2 separate regions of the Gossypium hirsutum genome follow, and region 1 is linked to region 2. Evidence: chromatin contacts called from public Hi-C data. All regions are on one chromosome and are shown on one strand. The core of a region is the stretch at or near the end of the contact, and the rest is flanking DNA. Distances in the headings are between cores, read along the strand shown. Region 1 holds the start of LOC107899499 (thaumatin-like protein 1). Region 2 holds the start of LOC107899504 (probable 2-oxoglutarate-dependent dioxygenase SLC1).

Region 1 (3,442 bases), core at 96-2,595, 290 kb after region 2:
TTATATTAACTGCAGGTAAATGCACCGTCCGTCTAAACTCACCCTAAATATACTATATATATAATTGGTATTAGATATAAATAAAAACGTTATTAATTTCTTTTATTTTTTTTCTTTTCCTTTAAGAGACCATAGTTGTTCCATATTTTAGTCATTTACAATCTCATACGTAAATGTCGTTTTGCTTTCATGGGTGGGAATGAGATATACTTTTCGGGTTTTCCCATACTTCTATGTAAGTTAGAATCAATAAAGATATAATTTACCCCATATTTTTACCTTTGAATTTGCCTAAAAACTTCAAATATGTAAGGAGATTTATTTCCATATTAATTCTGATTAGTTGTCTACAATATTATTATTTATGAGTATTTGCAATGAAGTCTCTTAAAGTAATGTTTTCGTGAGGTGCTTTGTCTCTTGTATTTTGAAAAAGAGTCCAAGGAGGTTCATGGAGTTTAATGAGCGTCTCGATTGATATAAATACAATTTGCAAGTTTATGGGATAAGTGTTAGCATTATGTAAAATATTAATTAAGCATGACTTTACCTTGTGAGACTTCAGGTTATATCTACTATCAACTGATGCGCTCTCTAAATTCTGCGAACTCTTTAAGTTTCTTTGGAGTTTGGAAGACAAACCCCCCACAAGAACAATACATTCCATTGAGGGAGTGAAACATTCCATAATAGATAATCATTTTCAATAAAGTTCAAATCTTATCATATCAATTCGATTTAAATTTATTGTATATGTTTTATAAGGTAACGGTAAATTCTAATATATTTTAATTGTTAATATAATTCTAGAATTATAACTTGGAAAATAATATTTCTCACAACATTCCATTATATAATATTATGGAATAGGTATAGCTAAATAATTATTGTATATGCAAGTGTATTTTTACCCTGTTTTTTTTGGGGTCAAAGGACCATAGTAATTTCTTTGGTAATTAAGGACCACAGTAATTTAGGTTTTCTCAAAAAAAAAAAGAAGATAAATTTGGTTGGATACAAAATAAGATAAACTTAAACAGGTGGTGAAATCATAATTAAGGTAAAAGATACGCTTCTTCTTCTTCTTCCATTTATGGCATCCTTTTAATATAAAATCCACTAATAAAGTTATGAATTTCCTTTTCAATTGGTTAATTTACTTCTTACACTTAAGGTATCCTTTTAATATAAAATCCACTAATAAAATTATGAATTTTCAATTTGATACCTTACAAATTATGCCTTATTTGTTTTTACCAAAAATAAATAGCTGTTTTGTATATAATCCCCATTCTAAAGCATGTAAATTGTATATATCCATCTAAAACTTAAGGTTCAAGCTTCAATGGGCAGTAAAGCAATTTTCAGTCTTGTCCTCATATTAGTTATTTCAGGTTGCTATTATCCTATTTTTTTTGTTAGTATCAATGGCAAATTAGGCTTAACTCAATTGATAAACATTAAGATTTGTCTACTTGAATTGCATAGATTTTTGAAGTTGAGAGACTGACATCTTAATTGCTGATCTAAATTTACAGGTAATTTTGTGCAATCTGATTTAACCTTCAACTTTGACAATGAATGCTCATTCTCTGTGTGGCTATCAGCCAGTCCTTCCATTGGCGATGGTGATCCCGAAAGGGGGCCAGGCACATTGGAAATATTCTCCATGCCAGATCCTTGGACCGGTAGCCTCTGGTTACGGACGAAATGCTCGTACGATGCTTCCCAAGTTAATTTCACTTGCGAGACCGGAGACTGTGGGTCTGGCTCGGTCGATTGCCAATCTCCACCACCAAAACCACCAGTGACACTCCTGAATTTCGACATTAACCAGAATGTGGTCTCTTACGAAGTGAGCCTGAACCATGGGTTCAATGTGCCAGTCCGAATTCAACCGATTGGTGGCACATTGGCTGGAGGGTCCGGAGTGTGCCCCGTAGTTGACTGCATCAAGGATATGGGAGATGTGTGCCCTCCATCCTTGGTGGCTATAAACAAAAATCGAGCCTATGTGGGATGCAATAGTCCATGTGATGCGTTGAAAGATCCCAAATATTGTTGCACCGGAAGCTTTACGGGGCAGGCTTGCCAGCCTAATGACTTCTCAAAAAGATTTAAGGAACTTTGTCCGTTGGCAGATACATATCCGGGAGACAACGATCCTCCAATATACAAATGCAGTGGGGCAAGTGCTTACAATGTTACATTCTGTCCTTTATAACTGTACCAATTCAGGCATTGTAATAATTCTTATTTGCAGCGCTTAACTATAACTAAATAAATGCAAAGTCCTGTTGTTAAATAATCCTGAATGAATCAAATTAAGTTGAACCCAGAAAAAAAACTGTTATTTTGGTTGACAGCAGAGTATTGAATACAGCAACAGAGTTGGAAAAAGGTAAGTAAAATAAAAGACACGAAACGTGGACCATTTCAGCCCAATTTCTCACGTTGTAACTGGTAAGCATCTGACTCAAGACTCTCCCCTCTTCTTTTATTTTCTAATTCTAGGGTTCCTCTTGGAAACCCTTTCCCCCCCCTCAATCGCCTAACTGTCTACATCAATGGCAAAGAAGAAATCACCCGGGAAGAAGAAGCAAAAGGTAAAGGGATTGAATCAAATTGAAAATGCTCCAAACTTCAGTAAGCTGCCCAGGAAAGCTGAACCTATGCCTTACTCTTTTTCTTCCCATGCTTCCCCATCCGCTTCTGGTATTTCAATTTCTCTCTCTCTCTCTCTCTCTCTCTCTCTCTTGCGCATATTCTATCACCTTTCGTATCTTTTTGGTGTAATTTGGTATGTTTAAATGTTGCTGGAGTCACAAATTTTATGTTACTCTTGATTATAGAGGAAGGATTGTTCCTTAAAGAATGAAATTCTCTTGTGAATTGGGTAATTGTTACGGTGTCAATGACCCTAAATGGATATCTTGGATATTATTTGAGGAGAAATATTGAACGTCGTAAATTTTAGTGCATCCATTATGAATAATTATGTATTTGCCACTTGTTCTGTTTGCATAATGATCTTATTTTATACGGATAATTCTGTATAACAACTTGATAAGAACAGAACTTGTTAGGTTCTGAAGTTCTTTTAAGTGTATTGTATGATTATTCATTCAGTCTGTTATCACTTTCTTTGAAGTTCTGATTCCAAGATAGAGAGACTGTTTTAGTTAGCAATGCACATAAGCATTTTGGAGAACTGTAACCTTTAATCTTGGTAACTGTTGCACAGGTTCCTTGCAAGAGTGCTCCTATGATAGAGATGAAGCTTCCAGTGTAACCTTAACTAATTTCGATGATAAACAGGATGGAAATAAAGTGGATGACTCAATTGCTTTCAGTGGCTCATGTGATAAAAGATCAAGATTTGTGTTAAATTTCTATGAATTTCCAGCGGTAGAAGCTGAACCAATTGCTCCAGATACAGTTA
Region 2 (3,765 bases), core at 317-2,816:
TCGTTGTGTAATCTACAAACTTGAATCTTATCCCCCTTCATAATATTTCTGGTTTCATCCCTACCGTCACATCCATGACACTAATCGCAAAGGTGAAGCCAGGGGCTGGAGATGGCTTTGCCCCTAAAATTAAAAATATTCAATTTAGTTTCTTTAGAAATAATTAAATTATAAATTAATCTTTGATAAAATTGTACTTTATCTTCTCAAAATATGAAAAAGCTCTATTTAATCCCTTCGCCCTTGATCAACAAATTTAAAAACTTGATTTCCAATTCAAAATTTTAAAATAATATTTTCACCAAAAAATGGTCAAAAGTATGTATAGGGTAACAAGGAGATGAGCGTCCATCAGAGAACTGTAGCGAACTTGTAAACCATAAACCCTAGTGGTTTCTGAATTATATAGTAATAATCCATTGCTATTTTGACGAAATTTACGTGTAAATGAGTTGCTTATTGGTTGGTCGGTTGATCCAACGTATAGTCACGAGCATGAACTGTATTTGAAATTCATAGAGTTCATAATATATCTGTAAAATATTTAGTTTAAACCAATGCGAAACAAGTTTTTTATATTGTATGTTATGGAAAATAATTAAAATAAGTGATACCACAACTTGTCAACTCTATGTTTTGATGTCGACAACCTTTTTCTTCCTTTTTTGTAAGCTTATGTGTCGTCGTGTTTTGTTTTGGAATTTTCGAAAATAATTCGTAAATTCATTTGTTTTATTGTTTCCGAACTTGTGTGCAAAAACAACAGCCAGCAAAACGCATTGTAGCTGTGTCGATCGAATCCAAAACTTGATGGGTTTTTTCTTAGGGGACCATTAAAAGGGGGAGTAGTCAATTTACACCGATGCAATATTTATTAGCTTCACAGACTTGTACGATTTCGTAAATGAATCTGGATACCAAACCCATTTATAGGTTTAGAGTTTAAATTTTTTAAGTAGATAAAATAATATTAAATTATTTAGATATTCGATCTAACTTAGGAATGAAAGGTTAAAATCACAAGTGATGCTGTAAATGGTAGAAAAAACATATCTCTTAATTTAATTTCTTCACATAGGTATCTTTAAGTTAGACATAAGTTTGAGCTCTTAACAGAGAAAACTAGTGGTGTGGTAATAATTAAAGGTATAACTTGTTCTTTGACCGAGAATAAGCCCAAACTCAAAATAAAAAATTTCCTAAATGAAGAGAAAACATTTTCATTTGTAGTGAGCGAAGATAGGAAAGGGACCCCACTGACGATGAGCTGCATGCAAAAAGTCAGAGACATGAGACAGATGAGAAAGAGTTATATTATTTGTCTAAATGTGAATTTAATTAAATAGATTATAGTACATAATTTAAATTTGATGATGATTTTTACATTCAAAGGGTAAATAAAAGAATTTCTTAAGTTGTAAAACCAAACAAATTACCAAGTTAATAGTAATGAGGAGGAAATAGAAGATTTGACTGATTAATTTTTAGGTAGAATTTTGTAGTCCCTACATTCCTCAATGATTTTGACTCATTATCTGTCAACGGTTTTGGTTTACATAATGGAAGCAGTCAGTTCCTGGGATCCATAAATCCGAATCCGGTTTTTTCCCCAAAACTTGCTCCTGTAGTCTTCCCTTCCCTCCATTCTCTCCTATAAATACATCAAACTCCAAACCCCCCCTCCTTCATTCACATCCCTATTCCCTCCCACTTGCTTCATTTCCTTTCTTTATTAGGTGGGTACTCGGTCTTTCTTCATTTCTTTCATATTCATATGCAAACATTAACTTATATTGTGAATTACTTTTTTTGTTTTTATGAACAGGGAATTCATGTGTCCCCCTGCAATGGCACTAACTAACGATGATGAGTTCCAGAAAGGAGTGAAGCATCTTTTCGAAAATGGAGTTAGCAAACTTCCCAACAAGTACATATTGCCAATTTCGGATCGACCCAAAGTAGATAAAGAGCATCCAAATGCGGCTAAGTCTAGTCTTAAACTGCCTGTAATCGATTTTGGTGAATTACAAGGCCCGAATCGGTCCCAAGTCCTCAACTCCCTCTCCTCTGCTTGCGAAGAATATGGATTCTTTCAGGTGGTGAATCACGGTATCCCCATTGAAGCTATAAGAAGCATGATCGATGTGAGTACCAGGTTCTTCGGTCTCCCGTACGAGGAAAGAGCAAAGTACATGTCATCCGACATGACCTCCCCTGTTCGATATGGGACTAGCTTAAACCAGAGAAAAGATTCAGTGTTCTGTTGGAGAGATTTCTTAAAGCTTGTCTGCCATCCATTGTCGGATGTTCTCCCTCATTGGCCTTCCTGTCCCATGGACTTCAAGGAAGTGGCGGCTACCTACGCAAGAGAAACCAAGTGGTTGTTTATAAGGATCACGGAGGCCATCCTGGAGAGCCTGGGCCTGTGGGGTGCCACCACTGAGGAAAAGACAGAAGAAGATGATGAAATACTAAAGCAGTTCCATGATGGAAGCCAGCTAATGGTGGTTAACTGTTTCCCTCCCTGCCCTGAACCTGACCTCACCTTAGGAATGCCACCACACTCGGATTACGGTTTCTTGACCCTTCTTCTCCAGGATGAAGTCGAGGGTTTACAAATCCAATACAAAGGCAAATGGATCACTGTTGAACCTATGCCCAATTCCTTCGTGGTTAACGTCGGTGATCACCTTGAGGTGACCTCTAATTTCAACTCATTTAGCAACTGGGCTTATGTTATATGATTACTGAGTTTGGTTTGTGTTATTTGCAGATATTTAGCAACGGGAGATACAAAAGTGTGCTGCACAGAGTATTTGTGAACCCAGCAAAGCCACGACTATCGGTGGCCTCACTGCACAGTCTGCCTTTCAATTGCATGGTTGGACCATCACCTAAATTGATTGACCAAGTAAATCCACGGCGTTATAAAGATACAGATTTTGCCACTTTCCTTGAATACATTTCATCTTGTGAGCCCAAGAAAAAGAATTTCTTGGAGTCTAGGAAATTGACATGAACCCTGAAATTGGAAAGAAAACAACGTGTGTTGACTTTTGTTATAGCATATTACCAATTAATTATTAGGTAGACAGTATTAGTTGAAATGCATGTATATTGTTTTTAATTTATACTTTGTTTTGTTTTTCTTTAGGTCAACTATAATGTGAGAAAAAAAAAACCCCCTTAGCCTGCCTTTTCCCTACGTTATAAATGCTAGGTTCCAGAAATAAAGACCAAAGACAAATGGGAAGTTGTACTATCAAACATAATAAAATGTATTCATAAGCATGGATAATATCGAAAGATTTAATTGGTTTAATTCTCTTGTTTTCACCCAAATTTACAAAAATATAGATAGAAGTGAAAATAAATTAAATAATGTTTATTATTACTAAGTTTATGCATTATGGTCAAGATGAAAAAATTACTGTAAATGGATTTGTAGTTTAACCTCATTAATTATAAGATTAAAATGATATTTTTCTGATTTTTATTACTTTAATTATTCTTTCTTTCAAAAAATTTCAAAATTATACATATCTTTGTTTCAATGTGTAATCTGATACATAAACTTTAATTTGATGTAATCATACTCATGAAACTTTGATTGCATTTCAAATGTATACATGAGATTTTAATTTTGATCAATCATATACATTTGAAAAAATAAATATATGAATATATTTTTATATTGGATAAATATAATTATTTGTACACGCAATATATAAACATAAAATGATATTATCTTAATAATTGTGTTAA

The links. A called contact is a pair of places that touch in the nucleus more often than the background predicts.
Region 1: a Hi-C map of leaf shows a contact between it and region 2, with 2.6 times the contacts expected there. The contact joins the promoter of LOC107899499 here to the promoter of LOC107899504 in region 2. A contact is called at or near these places in 3 of 34 Hi-C or Micro-C datasets (all in leaf).

Annotation. Positions count from the first base shown.
Region 1 is chrD04:40,350,873-40,354,314 of Gossypium_hirsutum_v2.1, forward strand. LOC107899499 (thaumatin-like protein 1) reads left to right here and starts at 1,346. Exons shown (of 2, transcript XM_016825228.2): 1 at 1,346-1,394; 2 at 1,539-2,224. The coding sequence starts at 1,346. The coding sequence ends at 2,224. It overlaps LOC107899498, which reads left to right and starts at 1,305. Exons shown (of 11, transcript XM_041091153.1): 1 at 1,305-1,394; 2 at 1,539-2,463; 3 at 2,580-2,715; 4 at 3,245-3,442. The coding sequence starts at 2,673.
Region 2 is chrD04:40,057,489-40,061,253 of Gossypium_hirsutum_v2.1, forward strand. It overlaps LOC107899504 (probable 2-oxoglutarate-dependent dioxygenase SLC1), which reads left to right and starts at 1,567. Exons shown (of 3, transcript XM_016825234.2): 1 at 1,567-1,736; 2 at 1,826-2,696; 3 at 2,774-3,322. The coding sequence starts at 1,833. The coding sequence ends at 3,019.